3 separate regions of the Sus scrofa genome follow, and all the other regions are linked to region 1. A link is a contact called in public HiChIP or PLAC-seq data. All regions are on one chromosome and are shown on one strand. The core of a region is the stretch at or near the end of the contact, and the rest is flanking DNA. Distances in the headings are between cores, read along the strand shown.

What was found. HiChIP or PLAC-seq counts read pairs in DNA pulled down with a chosen protein or histone mark.
Region 2: a contact with region 1 is called in an H3K27ac HiChIP or PLAC-seq map of skeletal muscle. The contact joins two enhancer-like sites. A contact is called at or near these places in 1 of 5 promoter capture datasets (liver), 3 of 47 Hi-C or Micro-C datasets (embryonic fibroblasts, liver and psoas muscle) and 1 of 2 datasets of contacts at active chromatin or transcription factors (skeletal muscle).
Region 3: an H3K27ac HiChIP or PLAC-seq map of skeletal muscle shows a contact between it and region 1. The contact joins two enhancer-like sites. A contact is called at or near these places in 1 of 5 promoter capture datasets (liver), 6 of 47 Hi-C or Micro-C datasets (blood, embryonic fibroblasts, mesenchymal stem cells and 2 more) and 1 of 2 datasets of contacts at active chromatin or transcription factors (skeletal muscle).

Annotation. Positions count from the first base shown.
Region 1 is chr6:46,906,319-46,910,139 of Sscrofa11.1, forward strand. No RefSeq gene overlaps it. Among named protein-coding and RNA genes, the nearest start is that of WDR87, 6.3 kb to the left of the region's middle. Within about 2 kb of position 2,068, at least 70 of the 83 cell types and tissues checked have an H3K27ac peak or open chromatin away from gene starts, as enhancers often do. A contact at or near this core is called in skeletal muscle, where this site is marked.
Region 2 is chr6:46,999,589-47,003,409 of Sscrofa11.1, forward strand. The region is part of intron 2 of SIPA1L3 (signal-induced proliferation-associated 1-like protein 3); the gene reads left to right. Among named protein-coding and RNA genes, the nearest start is that of SIPA1L3, 53 kb to the left of the region's middle. Within about 2 kb of position 1,698, at least 3 of the 83 cell types and tissues checked have an H3K27ac peak or open chromatin away from gene starts, as enhancers often do. A contact at or near this core is called in skeletal muscle, where this site is marked.
Region 3 is chr6:46,978,349-46,982,169 of Sscrofa11.1, forward strand. The region is part of intron 1 of SIPA1L3 (signal-induced proliferation-associated 1-like protein 3); the gene reads left to right. Among named protein-coding and RNA genes, the nearest start is that of SIPA1L3, 32 kb to the left of the region's middle. Within about 2 kb of position 1,898, at least 4 of the 83 cell types and tissues checked have an H3K27ac peak or open chromatin away from gene starts, as enhancers often do. A contact at or near this core is called in skeletal muscle, where this site is marked.

The DNA of each region.
Region 1 (3,821 bases), core at 818-3,317:
TATCAACTTTTTAAAATGTAAAAGTATTACATGGCAAAAGTATTCAAAATATACTAAGGAGCATCTACTGAAAAGAAAGTCACCTGGGAGTTCCCGTCGTGGATCAGTGGTTAACAAATCAGACTAGGAACCATGAGGTTGCAGGTTCGATCCCTGGCCTTGCTAAGTGGGTTAAGGATCTGGCGTGGCCATGAGCTGTGGTGTAGGTTGCAGACACCGCTCGGATCCCACGTTGCTGTGGCTGCGGCGCAGGCCAGTGGCTACAGCTCCGATTCGACCCTTAGCCTGGGAACCTCCATATGCCTCGGGAGCAGCCCAAGAAAATGGCAAAAAGACCAAAAAAAAAAAAAGAAAAGAAAAAAGTCACCCGTCCTATTTCCCCTTCAGAAAGGTAACCCTGATTATGTCTTTCTACAGGTGTTCTATACACACACAAGCATGTATGTAAAAATATTTTTCTTCTGCAAATGGTAGTATGCTATATATACTGTTTGCACCTTTTTCTCAATAATCTTAATAATAAACTCATTAAAACATACAGCTCTGTCTCATTTTTCAGCAGTTGTCAGCTGCATGGTATTCCACTGTGTGGCTGAACTATCATTTATTTATCTAAATTTCTATTAATGGACATTGGGCAGTTTCCAACCTTTTTTTTTTTTTTTGGCCATTTCTTGGGCCACTCCCGCGGCATATGGAGGTTCCCAGGCTAGGGGTCGAATCGGAGCTGTAGCTGCTGGCCTACGCCAGAGCCACAGCAACGTGGGATCTGAGCCACATCTGCAACCTACACCACAGGTCACGGCAATGCCGGATCTTTAACCCACTAAGCAAGGCCAGGGATCGAACCCGCAACCTCATGGTTCCTAGTCAGATTCGTTAACCACTGCGCCATGACAGGAACTCCGTTTCCAACCTTTTGCTACAACCCATGCTGCAAATGAATATCTTTGCTAACGCCTCAGCGTTTTATTTAATTAGCTTAAATTTTAAAATTGAATCTTTTTTCAATAAACACCTTATTTTAGATATACTGGCTTAAATAAAATTAATTTCACCTTTTTTTAATGTAAAATTTGAAACTGCATAATTGGCTTGCATTATACTTCTGTTAATACTGTTTTAGATTGTCACAGACCTGTGGTGGTCTGCACTCAGCTCCTTAAGGGTAGGAAAGCATTCTGTCTTGATTTCTCCCCTGTTCTCAATAAACACCCAAGCTAGATACTTAATACACTTTTGTTGAATGAGTGAGCAAATGAATGACCCTCTGCCCTCTCTCAGGAAGAAGAAATATGTACTTCCTCGGTCAGTTTTACTGAGCATCTCCTTGTAAGGCAGGATGAGGTGGGAAGGTTATTGACTGGGTTTTCTTAACCAGAGAACCTTGTGCTGACTCTAGCCAGTCCCTAACGGAGTAGGAATGGCAACATCCCTTTTTTGAAAAAAGGGTCAGATCCTTGATTACAGCAGCAGATAGACAAAATTTGAACAAAATTTCTCAGGCCATAGGTACTCAACTAACATTGGTTAGGCTCGGAAAGTACTTTTAAACGAACGAATGATAGATAACAGGGCCTCCAGGGCATCTCCTGGGTGGTGGTCTTGAGACTCCCGTCAAAGGCAGAGATCTGGAGCCACCTAGTCCGGGGAGAGGCGATCAAACCCGAATCCCAACACGTTCGGGCGTCCTGGCCCTCCGCGTGGGAGGGCAGGAGGGCGTGTCCGCCTTTTCAAGTCTGAGGCCGCGCCTGTTACCTGCGAAGACTGGACTCTCTCAACAGGGGACCCGTGAGGCGCGTGTGGCGGCACTCAGAAGCTCCTATGTGAAGGACCAGACCTAGACTAGGAGCGCCTGAGGAGAGACCTTGGGGATGCTGCGGGAGGCCTCGGCCAACACAACGGTTAGCTCTCCAACCCCGTGTCCGGCCGACTGACCGAGGCGAGGGGAGTGAGCGCGCGTGCGCACTGGCGCGCGCCAGGCATTAAAAAAACCAGCGCGAGACCCCGCACGCGCGCGCGCGCGCGCGTTCGAAAAGAAAAAAAAGTCCTCCCCGCGGGGGCCCGCGGCAATTTAGGCCGGAGTTGGTCGGCGAGCGCGCGTGCGCGAGCGCGCTCAGACGCCCTTCTCTACCGCTCCCCTCGGTTGGGGGTCTAGCGCATTGCTCTTCTGCCCCCGCCTCTCCCGAGGCTCACGCCCTCGGGGTAAGTACCTCGCGCCTTGCGGGGAGGGAGGAAGAGGGTCCAGCGAAGGAAGGGAGAAGGCGGACAGGGCTGGGAAAAAGGGAAAAACCGCTCTCGAAAAGCGAGTAGCACGGCCAGCGGGTTGGAGTCTGCAGAAGACACGCCTCCATCCCTCACGCCCCTCGGGGCTGCGGAAGTACTCTAGAGACTCGAGAGGCTCGGCGGCGACAGGTGGACTACCTTTCCCGGGAGGCGGCGCGGCGCCGCGCCTCCAGCTCCCGGCAGCACTTGCGCGTCAGGCTTTTCTCAGCTTGCCGCCGCCTGGGGCGAAACTACAGTTCCCAGGAGGCCTCGCGCGAAGCGGCTTGGAAGTGGGCAGCCTGGAAGTCACTCGGGCCACCGGAGCTGGCGGCGTCTTTAGCGAGCCGCGCGGTTCTGGACGCCTCGGTCGTGGGGCCCGCGGGGCGGGCAGCCTGGACGCCCAGGTATGTGGCTCGGGTGCAGGGGCGGTCTCGCGCGGGGGTGGGGGCGGAATCGGTGTCCACTTGGACCCCGAGGGTCAGCACCGGCGGGCGACTGGGCTGACGGCCGGGTGTGGGCACCGGTTGTTGGGGGCGGCGGTGGCGGGACTCTCGTCCTCCGGACCTGGCCGGACTCGTGCCCGCATGGTTCAACTTTCCCGACGAGCTATCCCGCGCTGTTGCGGAAGAGCATGGATTGGGAGTCGGGTAGCGGTAGGTTCGCGTTCTGGCTCTGACCCTGGGGAGCTGCGATCTGGGAAAACCGCGCCGAACCTCAGTTTCCCCTTTCCGTCAAACCGGGGAAGAAGAGTGTCTGTCTTTTGCTGGAAAGTCTTTTGGCATGTTGAGATCTGGTGAATAAAGCATTTGGCACATATAAGGCACTTAATTACGTGTTTGCGTGATTGTTAGTTCCGAGAAATGGGGTGAAGGTATTATTGACCGCATGTTGTAAATTGAGGGTGAGTCCATAGTTAGCATTCAATGCAGGGTGACTGCTGTTAACTGAAATTATTTGTTAAGTGCTTTGGTTTGGGAGTCAGAGCCAGGTTCAAATTTAGGCTTTACTGTTTACCAGCTGTGTGACCTTGCGTGGACAGACTTACCACACCGTGCCTTGGTTTTCCTGTCTATAAAATGGGGATTTTAATAGCAGCCACCTTGTAGAATCGTTTTAAGGATGCAATGAGATTACCATTTGTGAAGTGCTTAAAGAGCAGCTGGCACGTAATCAGCGTTCAATAAATGGAACCTTTTATTCAGCATTTTTCCAGTTTCTGAGAGACCCCCTGAGGGTGGGGCCCTGGCTATAGTCTTGGTCTTCCAATGGGCCGGACCCAGAACTGGTCTGGTTGACTTCCTCTCCTGCAGCTTCAGTTTCCATCTTTGTAAAATGGGATAACAGTATCAGCCTCAGAGGGTTGTAAGGATTTGCTGAGATTGTATACCTTGTCCAGAGCCATCTCTCACTAAGTAGCAGCTCTTATTATATTATCATTGTTCTACTTCAGTGCTCTCCATCTGGCCCAGAGACTGCCTAACTGTGGTAGGCTGTGACATGACAGCCCTGAGCTCCCCCACATGTTCACTCCCAGCCTCAGTGTCCCATCTGTGAAA
Region 2 (3,821 bases), core at 448-2,947, 93 kb after region 1:
CAGTGCTGACTCCGTGCCAGCAGCCCTGCTGTAAGCACTCTGCCTGCATGATCTCATCTGGTCCTTCCACCCACCCTGTGATGGCTCTGCTGTGATCTCCCCACAGTAATGACTTGGAAACTGAGGCGCAGAGTGGTGAAGCCCTTTACCACGTGGAGGAGCCAGGGCGAGAACCTTCGCAGTGTCTCCAGATCCTCCCTCTTGGCCGCTACCTTGTTGCCTCAAAAGAGGTTCTGGGGTCCCAGACTGCTAAGCAGCTGACCTCAGTTTAAATTCTTCTAGAAAGGGAGGAGCGGGACAGCGTATTTTGCTCTGGGGAAGTTTTGACCATTATAAAGCTTTCTGGCGAATCCTATCTGCTCTGTGTAACTCTCACTGGTTCTGGCCCGGTCCTGGTGAGCGGCACCAGCCACCCACCTTCCTCCCGGGAGCCCTTTGTGTCTTGCAGACGGCCGGTCCCCTCTGGGCCTCCTTTTGGAAATGAACTTGCAACGGGTGCTCCTCCTCAGAATGTGCTTTCCGGTCTTGGGCTTCTGCTGGTGGATTCAGCATGCACCTCCTCCACGCCCATCCCTGCATTGTCGTGGTGTGGGCGGGGCCGCCTCGTGGTGTGGGCGGGGCCGCCTCGGGCTGATAGTGACAGCCCAGGGTGTCAGGGTGCTGCAGGGCAGGCACAGGGGCTGTTGGGAGCCCAGAGGAGGTGGCCAGGCGAGCCTCGGGGTCGGGGGATCTCCCAGAAGCAGCCGTGGGTCTTGATTCATCAAAGAGCAGCCCCCCCCACCCCCGCTTCGTCAGTGAAGCTCTTTCGCACAGCTCTCCCTGCTTGGCCTCCACTCCCATCCTCTGCAGAATGCAGGGTTTGGACTGGTTTTCCAGCCGTGTTCGCGTCTGGCAAACATGGCCATTTGGGTGCTAAGCAGAGATACCCTCATGTGTAGAGCGTATCTGGGGAAGGCTCTGTAGGCAAACAACACAGAGTGATGAGAGTCCTAAGCCGAGAGCCACGGGGCTGTGGGAGCTCTGAGAAGACACCCAGCACCAACTTGGGGCTTCAGGGCAGCTCTGAAGGAGGCGAAATCAATCCAAATGGGCTGACACCGTGGCCAAGAGCACAGGCTCCAGAGACCAGCTGACCTGGGTTCTAGTCTCTGCTTGATCACTGACGGGGCTCAAGTGGAGAGCCCGATTCTGGGAGCTTTTCTTTTCTCCTAAGGTTGTTTTGAGAATTAAAAGGTGATTGCGAATCTTAAGTACTTAGATCCTGGCACAAAGTAGTCGCATAATAGATGAGATGGTGGTGGCGGTGACGCTGGCCGCTTGCATTCATCAGCCTTTCCTGCATGTCAGAGGTTAGGCAGCTTGGTCATCAGCCTGTAGGGTAATAAGCATTCGTGCTGCTGTTATGATTATTTATTCACCAAATGTGAGTGTTTGTCTCACGCCCAGCCCTAAGCTAGCATGGTGTCTGCATATAGCTGGACCGTGCTTTGGAAACAGGGCTCATACAGCTGAGGCCTGGGCCAGAAATTTCATAGAAGACAGAAGTTTCTTTGGTGTGTATTGGAAACACATGGCTTTCGGTCTCCCGGTCCCCTTTCCATCTATTCCACAGACGCTTCAGCCCTGGCCTCTAGCGTGGGGGCTGCCCTTGACCTCAGTGGCCAGAACGCATGGATGCTCTGCTCAACCCATCAACCGAGTCCCAAATTAGACCTGACAGTGTGATTTATTCTCTGGGATGGAGCCGGGAGGGCAGAGCCCCAGTGGGTGATTCCGAGGGAAGGTTGTCAGCCCGAATTAGCCCAGGCCCTTCATGCAGCCCTGCTGTTTCAGCTTCCTCTAACTAATAGCGTTTTCCAGGGTGTTGCTGGCTTCTGAGCAGCCACCTCCCATCCCTAGGGGCTGAGACGTGGCCATGATCCCTACGGAGCTGTTTGATGGGGGCTCTGAGGCAGGCTCTGTCAGAAAGGACTGAGGGCTTTGGGGTCCTTTCATCTGCCTCACCAGGCATTGAAAGTGGTGGTTCCTTGGGGGTCGTTGTACCGTGTCCCTCTCTTCTACCCCATCCCTTCACTGAGTTCAGTACTGACAGCTGAAGGCTGCCATCTTGCCCCTCACCTCCCAGTCTGTAATCAGCTTTCTCTGCCTGTAGCTGCCTTCATTCATTCATAGTGAACGCCAGTGATAGGCAAGGTTCTGCTGCAGTAACAAATCAACCCTGAGATCCTAGAGGCTGGACACAACCAATGTCGATTTCTTAGTCATGACACACGTCAGGTCGGGTGGGAGCTTTACCTTGAACCTCAGAGACCCAGAATGACAGGGCGCTCCCCTGTGTTGAAGCATCAGAAGTGGAACGCACAGCCTCCAGGGTCACCATGGCAGGACAAGGAAACTAGAGGGACACAGAGCACTGCTTAGATGCCAAGGCCAGAGTGGGTTCACCTCTGCTCACAGCCAGAAATAGCTGGTGGCTCTGCCTAGCTAACCGTAGGGAGCCGGAATGTGGGCACTCATGGGTATTCATTGAGCAGTAAATATCCTGGCCACAACAGGCAGGTGTGGTATTTATTAAGCACCTACTGTGTACCAGGTCTTCTAAAGGGACTCTGGAAATACGAAGGAGTCCCTGCCTTCCTGGATCTCATGGTTCAGTGGCGGAAACAGAACCTTGGTAAATAATCACAGCAGCAGCCATATCATTACCTCTGGACGAAGTGCCCTGATAGAGGCGCCCTGAGAGCACACCCATGGGGCACCTGATACGTTTGGCGAGGTCAGGAGACGTCTCTCATAAGGACTGCCATTTGAGGAGAGGCCTGGAGGCTGTGTGGACCTTAATGGAACAGGAGGAGCCTTCCCAGTGGAGGGAACAGCATCTGTGGAGTTCTGGACGTGGGAAGGAGCTTGACTCTGGGAAGGAGCTGGGAGGCGGCCAGCATAACTGCAGGATCGTAAGCGAGGCAAGGAAAGTGGGGGCAGAACTTGCAGGGCCTGCATGGCCAGGGGGAGGAGTTGGGTATTTATCAGCACCTACCTTTTGGAGCTATTGAAAGAATTCAGTGAGCTCAGTGATTCTTTCAGCAGATGCGAGTTGTTTCCCCCTGCCCCCGCCTGCAGGTGGTGTTTCAGGACTGAGGGACATAGCCATGAACAAGATGGACAGATGCCCCTGCCGTTGTGGAGGGGCAGCCTGGAAGGGGAGATGACCAGAAACAAGAAAAATAAACAAAAGCTGGTGAAAAAAGCTTCTGGCCAATGAAATAGGGTGATTTAATATTAGCATTTAGTTTGGCTGCTTTGGGCTACATGTAACAGGAAACCCCTTTGGTGCCAGCTTAAACTGTCAGGGCGCATGTGGGCTCCCCAACTCCAAGTCCAAGGGTTCTTGGGGCCGCCTTCCGAGCCGGTGACTCTGTGGCTCCACACAGCGTGGAGAGCCTGGGTTTGCTCCTCCGCTGCTGGGCTGTCCATGATGCAGCCTCGCCTTAAGATGATCTCGGGGTGGCATTTGGGACACTGCAGGCAGTCTCAGGGCTGAAGCTCTTTCAAACTCTGTGTGCCCCAAGGAACTCTGCTAGCTCACCTGTCTGGGCAGTGGATCGTAGGGCCAGTGGGAGAGCAGGCTGGAGGCTGTTGCCACAGTCCAGACGGGAGAGACTGAGATCAGGACCTGAAGTCAGGGGTGTGGGGGCGAGGAGAGGGTGGGCTGTGGGGCGGAGCGGAGGGGCTTGCTAACAGCATGGCTGTTGGAAAGAAGGGGTGGTGAGCACTCTTTCTCTCTCTCTCTCTCTCTCACACACACACACACACACACACAC
Region 3 (3,821 bases), core at 648-3,147, 72 kb after region 1:
CCCGCCGTGGCCCCTGCTGGCCACCTGCCCGCAGCCTCATCCTGCAAGTCCTGCTACACTCTGCCCTCCGGCCGCCTGGTCTGCTTTCGGTTCCTTCACCGCATGGCCTTTGTTCTCCATCCCTGGAGTGCTTCTTCTTCTCCCCCCACCCCCAATTCTGGCCTACCCCTGCCACTCCTCTTACAGATCTCTGGGCAACATCACTGCAGGGGGCCTGCCCTGACCGCACACCCCACCCTTCTTCCCTGAACTCCTCAGTTTAGGGCGCTTCATCATCTTCGCAGTGGTGCCAGCTCCATAAAGGCAGGGACCACGTCTGTTTTGTTAAAGGTGTAACCCCTTCCCCGAAGGTACGCAGGTTTTGCTGAGGGGATGAAAGGTGATAATGGTAACGTAATGAACAGTTGTTGTCTTTTGAGTGGTTGCTCCCTAATAGGCGCTATGCTAAGCGCCTTGACCTACGGAACCTTTAAATAGTGACTCCTGTTTAGCAGAATATAACAGTAGCGAGAGCCAGTTATTGAGCCTTGCACATCAGCCTCTGTCCTGAGTTCCTGACCTGTGTCATCTCACTGAATCCTTACAAGAGCCCCCTGAGGCCAGCGTTGAGGAAAACGGCGTGCAGGGACCTCGCCCAGATCACTCAGCCCACGTCCTTGCTGTCCTGTCTCCCTGCCTTGGTGACGACACAGTCACCGGGAGAGCTCAAGACATTTGACCAAGGCCACTCAGGTAGCAGGTCATAAGAGCCAGCTGTTTACCCATCAGCCATTTTTGGTGGGACCGGGTTACACGCCAGCTTGCTGTGTGTACGTATGTAGGAGAAACGCACTTTTCCTGCGCGTCTGTTTTACTCACACTCTCCTGCAACACTCTTCACTTCTGACACCAAATGTGTGGGGTTTTCACATTAAGCGAATAACTTGATTCTGACCCTATGTGGAGAGCATCGAATCCTCCAGGGCTGAGTCCTACAAGGTGGCCCCCCCACCCTCCCCACCTGTGCTTCTGGCCCCCCAGCTGTCCATCGCGAGTTCCCACAAGCCCCTCCCTCGGGTACAGCGCCTCCGCTGAAAACATGTACTTACTTGTTGCCGGTTTGGTACCGAGGACCTTTGCTGGCAACAGCCAGGGGAAGATGCATCGGGTGAGGAGGGGGGAGGGGGGCTCGGAGCTCGGACGCCACTCTCCCTGCGCCTCCGGGTGTCCGCCAAGGGTCGTTGTTTGCCTTTGGGAGAATGTTGCTTATTATTTCTTTGGTGTTTCCATTATAATAATTTTGCTGGAGTTCCTGTTGTGGCGCAGTGGTTAATGAATTTGACTAGGAACCATGAGGTTGCGGGTTCGATCCCTGGCCTTGCACAGTGGGTTAAGGATCCAGCGTTGCTGTGAGCTGTGGTGTAGGTTGCAGACACGGCTCAGATCGTGCGTTGCTGTGGCTCTGGCGTAGGCCGGCAGCAAAAGCTCCGTCCGATTAGATCCCTAGCCTGGGAACTTCCATATGCTGCGGAAGCAGCCCAACAAAAGGCAAAAAAAAAAAAAAAATTTTTTTTTGCTGACATCTTTTAGGGCTTGCATTGTGCCAGGCATTTTGCCAGTCACTTGATCCCCTTACCTCATTTAACCCTCCCTACAGGCCTGGTCAAGGGTAGAAATTAACCCCCGCCCCTGACTGATAAGGAATCTTGGATTCAGAAAGGTTGTGGGTCACACAGCTGCTAAGGAGCAGAACTGGGATTTGATTCTGGCTCGAGATGAGCACCAAGAAGGCATTCTCCCGGCCACGTGGCCTTACTGCTTCCCCATCTGCTGTTGGGATTCTTCCAGTGGCCAGTGGAGGAGGATCAGCTTTCCCTCCATGTACTGTGGACTGTTCATCATGTCGCAAAGCCCGCTGGCCAGCATGAGGCCTCAGTGGGTTGGAGGACGTGGGCGGAAAGCCTTCTGCTTTATTTCTCACAGGCATTTACCATGCAAATGACCAAACTCTATTTCTCTTCAAAATTGGTTTCCATCTTGGACAGGGGAGAGTGCTCGATAGCAGCCAGAGGAACCCCGTTATCACCCAATCAGGTCTGTCCCTCCTCTGCTTAAGAACCTCCCATGGCTCCCTGTTACCCAGATTAAAGCCAAAGTCCTCACCATCCCCAGCCAGGCCCCACACAGTCTGCCCCCTTCACCTGCGACTTCATCTCCTCCTCTTCCTCTCCTCACTTGCCCTGCTCCTCACCTGGGGCCGCCTCAGTGCTCCATAGACACCGAGGTATGTGCCTGCCTCAGGACCCTTGCACTGGCTCTTCCTGCTGCAAGGAAGACTCTCCTCTCATACCCACGCGGTTCACTCTCTCACCTCCCTTAAAAGTCCTTTAAGCCTTTGCTCGTACCTTGTCTTCTCAGGGAGGTCCCCATCTCCCTTCTCTGTTTTTCTCTGTAATGCTTATCTCATATGTTATATCTTTTAGGATTTTGTTTACTGTTCTGCTTCCCCTCTAGAATCATCAGCTCCAGTGTCCTGTTCACCTGAATCCCTGTTGCCTAGAAGAGGACCTGGCACCAGATAGACACTCAGTAAACATTTCTTGAAAGAATGAATGGGCTGTCGAGTGCAGAATGATCTGACCCTGTCTTTATGGTGCCAGGGGAGAAAACACAGAGGGGGGTTGGTTTTGTTCATCAAGCCTCAGTGAGACCCTCCCACGTACCAGGCCGCAGCTCTGAGTTCCAGACGCCAAGGTGAGTAAGCTCTGGTTCTGCAGGCAGATTTAAGCCCTGGAGGAAGGGTGCATCTGCTGACCAGCGCCCAGATCCCGCGCCTGTGGCCTAGCTTCAAGGGAGGCTATGAGAGCCAGTTCCCAGCCTTTGTAATATTTTACCACAAAAGGTTGGCCTGGCCTCCCACAAAGGATCATAAATGGGAAATTCCCAAGTCGTAGGAAAGATTACGGGCAGCCAAAATGTTTTAATTCTTTAAAATTTTTTTCCTTTTTTTTCCTTCTTTTTACTGCTGCACCTGCAGCATATGGAAGTTCCCAGGCTAGAGTTTGAATCCTGCAGCAATGCCAGATCCTTAGCCCAGCGATTGAGGCCAGAGATCACACTCACCCCTCATAGATACTGTGTTGGGTACTTAACCCACTGAGCCACAACAGGAACTCCTAATTCTTTAAACTTTTTATTAAACTATCATATACATCCAGAAAAAGACAGGGGCGCTTATTAAATGTGTCGCTAGAAGAACTTTAGCAAACAACACACATTCATGTAACCAGCTCTAAAAAAATATTTCTAAGCCCCAGAAGTCCCTTTCCTACCCTCTCCTAGTCACTTTCCCTTCCAAGTAAAACCATGCTCTCGATGTCTCACCTCTGACTTTGAACTTTATGTAAATGCAGTCGTTCTTTTGGTAGATGCTCCTTTGTGTCTGGCCTTTCTGTTCAGCACTGCATGTGTGCGGTGTCCATGCCATTGCCGGTAGTTAGGTTTCAGGCCTACTCACTACTGCGTAAGTCTCAGGGAGCCCTAGCCGGCAGGTCTGGAGGATAGCAAGGCCAAATATGCAGAGGCCCGGGGGTAGCAATAGGCTTGACAGGGAAAAAAAGGTCCCTGTGGTCGGAGCATTTGAGTGAGGAGTAAAGTGGAAGGAGATGACCTGGAGGTGTTGAAGAATTTCAAGCAGGAAGTCACCTGATGGGATCATCCCTGTGTGATTCGATCCCTTTGGCTATGTGTAGAGAGTAGAATCTAGGAAGACAAGAATGGACTCAGGGAGACCAACAGGGGATGTGACGGGTGGTCCAGCTGAACGGTGGTGCTGACGGCTT